2 separate regions of the Mus musculus genome follow, and region 2 is linked to region 1. Evidence: chromatin contacts called from public Hi-C data. All regions are on one chromosome and are shown on one strand. Each heading gives the region's core, a stretch centred on a gene start, on an enhancer-like site or on the middle of the called end of the contact. The rest is flanking DNA. Distances are from core to core; before and after follow the strand shown.

Region 1 (3,550 bases), core at 439-2,938:
TTCAGTTGCACACCCCACCCAAGAGCTTCTCTTCTTTCTTGTGACGTATTTTCCCCTTATTTCCACGTGCTTTGTGGCTTGATGAAATGATTTTGTAATCCCCAGTTCACTCTGACCTGAAGTTCTTGCAACTGCATTATGCAACCCCCTCCCCCCCGCCCCGCTGCCTGGGACCTGGTCTCTTGTCTGTGCTGTGACCCTGCCCATAATCTTGGAGAAGACACTTATCCTTCCCCACAGCACCCTGAGCCTGAAAAGGCCTGCATAGCTGCACTAGGTTGCTCCCTCCCAATAAGGAGGAGTCCAAGGAACTCCAGGAATTGCCTGCTAGAGCCCATCCCTCCTCCCAGGCCCTCTCTGCTCAGAGCCCATCCCCGAGCCCCACAGCCTCCCTGGTGGACATGCCCTAAGCAAGCAGTCCTCCTGAAGCCCAACTTGTGGGTTGTTGCAGGAGACAGAGCTTGAGAGTGTGGGCTGCATTTTCACAGCTATGCATGAGGTATCCTGAGGGGCAGAGTGACTGGCCATGTGAAGATAAAGGGGTGACTGCACCGGGGTCCCCACATCATGCTTACTCATGCTCTGATCGATACCAAGGTATGCTGTAAGCCAGGCTCCTGGACAGAGGTCCTGTCTCTTAATCGTGACAGACCCTAAACACACCCTCCTTCCGTGAACACACCAGGCCTCCCCTTATCCCCCATCATATTGTCCTGTTGTCTGAGTGTGTAACAACCATACCCTACTCCCTAGGGTTCCAAGTCCAGCCCTGCCTCTTCCTCCCACTCCTTTGTCACAAATTCACAGAAGACAGAGGCCATGGAAGAGAGACCATGTGGATTTATCTGAACAGCCACAGCAGTGCCTAGGGAGACCTCTCTCCCCAGGGTGGGAAGACCATTAGCCTTAAGCCTGACTCCCTCCAGTGGCCTCTTCCTTTCAGGATTCTTTCATGTTGATCACTCTGTAGGCTCTTGGGGTAGAGGGAGGAGGCAGGGGGTGGTGAGTTGGTGTAGTTTGGAGGCTCCAGCTGGGGTGCCCATCAGGGTGCTGGCCCGCACTCACCTGTGGCGATTCAGGCAAAATTGAGACAACTGCCTACACTTCCCACCTGGAAGAAAAAGAACCAGTTTGCCCATGAGCTGGAAACAGTACTAATTATCACATAGTCACTGGAGACCGGCTGGGGGGTGGGGGTGGGGGATCAATCTGGACCTCAGGAAGCTCCCAGTGAAGGGGGACAGCAAGATGGCTCAACAAGTAAAGGTGTTTGCTGCTGAGCCAGATGTCCTGAGTTTTGGGCAAAAAGAGAAAACCAGGGGCTAAAGAGACTGCTCAGTGGTTGCTCTTCAGAAGGTCCTGGTTTTAATTCCCAGCATCCACATAGACACTCATAATTGTCTATAACTGCAGACCCATGGAATCCAATGCCCTCGTCTTGTGTGCAGACATACATGCAGATAAAACACCCATATACATAAGATAAATGAATAAATCTTTGTTTTAAAAAAGGAGAAAACCAACTCATGGAAATTGTCCTCTGATCTCTACATGTACACACACACACACACACACACACACACACACACACACACACTGAGATGAACAAATGCAGGGCTGTGGTGGGGCAGAGCAGCCTGTGCAAACATCCCTGTGGTAAAGGGCGGACGTGAGATGGAAGAACATGAGCAAGAGAAGCTGGGACCTGGATTAGAGTCAATTGGAGATGGCGTAGAGTTTAAAAAGGCACGGGGCCATGAGAAGATGGCAGCCACCTGCCTCTCAGGCCTCCCCTTCTGCTCTCCCTGTCTGTGTCTCCCTGGCTTTTCCCACTGTTAGTGCGTGTGGTTTGGGTGTGTCCCTCCAATGTCTGTCTTTGATGTTGGGTCCTTAGTACTCAGGGTTGGGACGGAGAGGGTGGGCAGCCTTTGAGAGGCAGAGTCTAGGGTCACCTAGGAAGTTATAGCTCTGCTTGCCCATCAGTTAGCCCTCGGGAGGGTGTGCTGTCATAGAAAGACCAGCCAGTCTCCTCCCTTCTCTCTTACTTCCTGTTTTGTTACTCAGCCTCTTTGACCACACATCCTCCCCCACCAGAGGTAGACGTGGAGTGTTTTCCTCGGTTGGGCTGCACTGTATTTCAGAGTCAAAGGACTCTGTCTTCTTTGCTGAACCTGGCACACACTGATGCAGCTGGGCTGGCTCCTTTCTCTCTTCAGCATGGGTGGGTGTCACCCAGATACCCAGGCTGAGCCTCTGAATTCAGGTCCTCAAGCAAGCACTTTGCCCACCAATACCTCCTAAACCCATGGATCTCTTCTTAAGCTATAAACGCTTCCAGAAATTGATTCCAGTCCGGTATTTGGTCACAATGAGAACAGCAACCCGCAGAGCTCTCGTGAATAAAAGAAGTCAGGTCCAGAGGGCTGTGGTTCGGTTGTGCTTGCCTGGCATGTACAATGTGATGGGGTTGACTCCCTGTGCTGCATTAACTGCCTATACCTATAACTAAGCACTTGGGAGGTAGAGGCAGGAGGGTCAGAAGTTCAAGGTTAAGGTGGAAGAGGTGGTTCAGTGGTTACTCACATCCAGCTCCTACCATCTATCTAAGGAGACTCACATCGTCTGAAACTCCCAGCTCCAGGGTATCCAACTCTCTTCCATCTGTCATGGCCTCTGCACTCACACACACATACACACACACACACACACACACACACACACACACAGATTCAAGGCCATCTTTGGTCGACATGCTCCTCTGTCTCAAAACAAAATAAACCCAAAAACTGCTGATCAGCTTGGCACACCTATAACCTCAAGCCTCAGGAGGCTGAAGCAGGAGGATTGTGAGTTTGACGCCAGCCTGAGCAACACAGTGAGACCCTGTCTTAAAAGGATGAATGAAGTCCTGTTTTCTCTTCTCACAAATGAAGCCGACCCTTGGCTTGTAAAGAAGCATAACGTAGTATCCACTAGCAGTCATCTGAGTCTGCATATCTCTGTCCTGTGTGTCTCTGTATCGCTCATCGGGGCACTACCACGTGACCGAGCCCAGGAAGAAAAGGACAACAGAGGAAGAGACGTGCACTCTAGGAACAGCGCCCCCTGCTGCAACCAGAACAACCGCCCAGCTGGATGCAACCAGCAGGCTAGGCCGAGAATCATCCCTGGGGTGGTTTGTAGGGGTGCTGAGTTTGCACAGCTTTGCCCAGGGGGTTTCAAGACCCTGATCCTCAGTCACCATGCAGCCCAGCCCGCCCCCAGCCCCTTCTTGCCCTTTCTGCCCATGCCCGACTCTCACTAGTGAGAATGATAATTCCCGTGATGAACAGCACCGCAGCCACCAGCAGTCCCCGTTTCCGGAGGGTAGTATCATCTGTGAAGAGAGAAATGGAGGGGCGGGGTCTTTGTTTTTTCTCCCCACTTATCTCCAGCGGTGCGGGGGTGGGGAGGGGAGAGCGGGAGCGGGGTAACTTACCGTAGTAGAAGGGGTTGTTCTCATTCGAATCTAGAGAGGACAGATACATGCAAGTCAGAGCTGGGTGGACAT
Region 2 (3,354 bases), core at 379-2,878, 120 kb after region 1:
CCCTCTAACTGCAGGGTGGGTGTTCACCAGGCAGAGAAAACAAAGCAAGGGCCAGTTCTCAAGAGTCGAGGAATGGAATTATCAGCTGTCAAGGTGAGAGAGCCCTGACATTCCCATAGACAAGGGGGGCTTGGGAACAATGCACTGCCAGATATTGAAGGGTCAGCATGAGGAGGGGCAGGCTTTGCAAAGCAGTTAAGTTTACACCCAACATCCCAGGAGGGAGGGTTCTCAGCTGAGAAAACCACAAGGGGTCTCTGTCTCTTTCAACAGACAAAGCCACAAAGGGTCTGAGAGACAGAGACAATCTCCCACACACACCCAAGGCATGCAACAATGCCACATTTGGATACACTGGGACTTTCCCACAGACGGAATCAGAGGTAAGTGAGCCACCCACAGGGCCCAGTGACACCACACTGTCACCGGTAGACACATGCAATTTCTACTTGTTCACGGAACCAAAAGACATCCAAATGTGGATGTCAGGCGCACAGCAGCTGAGCCCCAACCACATGCACACATACTCAAATCACAATGAGAGCTCACGGAGGTAACTCACAGACGTAATTCATGGTGAATTATAGGTACAGTCAGCCAAGAGACTGAAGCGGAATGCTGTACAAGTCACAATGAGGCACAAGCTCAGAATGTGTGATTTGCACACGGTGCCACAAAGAAAATGAGACACGTCTCACACACAACCACAGTGGGTCCAAGAGCACCAGATGCACTCGACCTGGGTGGTAGCCATCACACAGAAGATGATAGATAACATACAGACAGCCACACAACATTGCCCCAAAGAATCCCAGCTGTTACACACACACACACACACACACATACACACACACACACACACACACCACGCTGAGCACAATCACAAACGGAAACCCGCAGGCACAGGTGACCAGGCAGGAGTGGCGGGGGCGGGAGGGGGGCAGAACACACCCGACCCCCACCCCGCCGAGATCTCAGGCTCAAAGAAGCTCCTTTTCCCCAGCCCCCACGACAAACGGGGACCACCGACCGGAGGATCTGCGGGGCCTGCCCAGTAATGGGGATGGGGGGTGGGGCTGCTCGCGGCCCTTTCATCTGGGTGTTGGGTCAGGGCTCCCCGTAGGGGGACGATCAGGGCCTAGAGGAGCTCCCCGCTGCCCATATGCGTCCCAGGCCGGTAGTGACGCCCCAATCTTGGGTCTCGCCGCCAGGTTGCAATCCCTCACGTGTACCCCTTCTGGTCCCCAGCGGGGTCGCTCCTACATGCACCAGCTTGGAAACCCAGCTCCGGCCCTCTGCCGCAGCCCGATCGCACCACCGTCCCCGCTTCCCACCCCGAGGCCCGGTGCTTACTCGAACATGGATGCGGCGCCCCGGCTGCAGGGCAGGACCCGGCCGGCTGCTCTGAGATGGGCCTCCCGGGCCTCGCCTGCCTCGGCCGCCGCCTCCACCGGACCCTGCCACCCGCACAAAAGGCCGGAGCCGCCGGAGGCCGCCTCGGCGTCAGCGACACCCCCTTCCTGCTCCCGCCCCGCGCGTCACGGCGCCGCCCCCGCCGGGAGGGGGACATGGACGCGAGCGCGGGCCTAGGCCTAGGATGGCTGGGGAAAGAGTCCGGCTGGGAGACAGAAGAAAATTTTTATTTAAAATGAGCAGCCTGGGCGGGGCGTGATAGCGCACGCCTCACATCCCAGAGGCTGAGACAGGAGGATTGGCATGAGTTCGAGGCCAGCTTGGGCTACATAATGAATTCCAGGCCACTGGAATGCAGAGTGAGAATTTGTCTTCAAAACAAATGAGCAAACAAGTTTAAACACCCTGGGCTTCTCCCCTGGACCCAGAAGAGTCTCTGAGAAGTGGGATGGAGGTGGGTGACAGGCTGATGCTGGGAAGAACTGGCCTGGGGCGGAAGTCTGGGGGTGGGGTCGGGGAACCACAGCTGGAGGGTGGAAAGCCTCTTCCCGTTCTCCCCACCCAGCCTCAGAACCTCAGTTCCTGCCTTAGAAGCGTTCACTTTTCCGCGCGCGCGTGTGTATGGAGACTTCCCCAGCCTAATCGTGCAGACCACGTCAGATTCCAGCCCACCCGGCTCCTAGCAGTGCTGTGTGCGCTTGGGCAAGTCCCTCAGGCCTGGGGAGCCCCCTGCTCCCAGGCAAGGGGTTTCCCCCAGAACAGCACAGGGGCAGGGCTCATCAGCGTTTTTGATACTGGGAAGCCTGCCGAGCCTCAGGACGGGAAATGACCATACATTGCAGTGTAGGACGAGTTCTTGTGCCAGCCAGCCCTGCACCCACCTCTGCAAGCCAGGCGTGGTTGTCGTCCTTGTTGGAGAACACAATGTGAACGAGCCTCTGGCTTTGGGACCCAGCCCAGGGATTTCTCCCCACCCCTCTTCGGCCTTCAGCCTCTTGTCCAGCTACAGTAGGCCCAGTCCCACCTTGTTTGGTTTCCATTCCTATCCCGCTCTGTTACCACTTACAGCCAGAGCTCTAGCCTGTGAATCGCCAAGTCTGGCCAGAGGCCTCTTGGCTTCAAGCCCTACCCTGGCTCCACCTCATTCCTTGTTTTAAAAAAAAAAGTGCTCATCTTGGTGTCCAGAGCCCTCCTGATTGGGCCCCTTCCACCTGTCTGTCTAACTGGTTCCTCCTTAGCCTCCTGGTTGATTATCCCAGGTGTCAATCTACCCCCCTGCTCATCCCACCTGCCTCCGGCCTCAGGACCTTTGCACTGCTATCCCTTCCACAGGAGGAAGCTCGCTCTTCTTGCATGGCTGCCTTCCATCTTTCTGTGTTGCTCTTTTTATACGTCCGTAGCTTGTTTACTCTTAGAAAGACATTTACTTCGGTGGTGAGGGCTTGGGTGGGTTGGATATCATTATATAGCCTGGGCTGGCCTCAAACCTCAGTATGTAGCTGAGTCAGGGCTCGAATTTATGAACTTGCCTCAGCCTCCTAAATGCTGGGATTACAGGCAGGAACCACCAACCGCACAAATTTTTACATTTTTACTTAGTGAATATTCATTTCAAATAAAAGTGTATAATGGCCATCTGTGTCCTCACCATAAGACATAAGAGGTTCAGTATGCATAAAAAGCCTCATTAATTTCGTTAAAGGTTCTGAATTGTTTCTAAGGACAATGGAAAGTCATTAAAGTATTTAAGTGGAAGGCCATTGTGCTCAAATTTGCATATCAAAAAATCACTCAGGACTTCTGTGGGTGGTTGGTCATTTTAGTTGGATTTTTGTTTGTTTGTTTGTTTTAGATGAATTAAGCTGTTAAGCTTATGTGGTATTAGAGGACTTTGGGAGGCAGAGGCAGGAGGATTGCTGTGAGTTTTAGTCCCGCTTGGTC

What was found. Hi-C and Micro-C count contacts between places; a contact is called where the count stands out from the background.
Region 2: a contact with region 1 is called in a Hi-C map of CD8 T cells, with 2.2 times the contacts expected there. The contact joins the promoter of Gramd1a here to the enhancer-like site in region 1. A contact is called at or near these places in 13 of 484 Hi-C or Micro-C datasets (CD4 T cells, CD8 T cells, the G1E-ER4 cell line and 6 more), 5 of 115 datasets of contacts at active chromatin or transcription factors (the 230-238 cell line, CD8 T cells, effector CD8 T cells and 2 more) and 3 of 9 other capture datasets (adipose tissue, liver and pancreatic islet).

The regions. Positions count from the first base shown.
Region 1 is chr7:31,031,908-31,035,457 of GRCm38.p6, forward strand. It overlaps Fxyd5 (FXYD domain-containing ion transport regulator 5), which reads right to left. Exons shown (of 9, transcript NM_008761.4): 7 at 3,479-3,508; 8 at 3,302-3,376; 9 at 816-1,111. The coding sequence ends at 1,062. Among named protein-coding and RNA genes, the nearest start is that of Gm38984, 3.2 kb to the right of the region's middle. Within about 2 kb of position 1,689, at least 85 of the 459 cell types and tissues checked have an H3K27ac peak or open chromatin away from gene starts, as enhancers often do. A contact at or near this core is called in CD8 T cells, the G1E-ER4 cell line, Th1 cells and 4 more, where this site is marked.
Region 2 is chr7:31,149,543-31,152,896 of GRCm38.p6, forward strand. It overlaps Gramd1a (GRAM domain containing 1A), which reads right to left and starts at 1,629. Exons shown (of 19, transcript NM_027898.4): 1 at 1,354-1,629. The coding sequence starts at 1,361.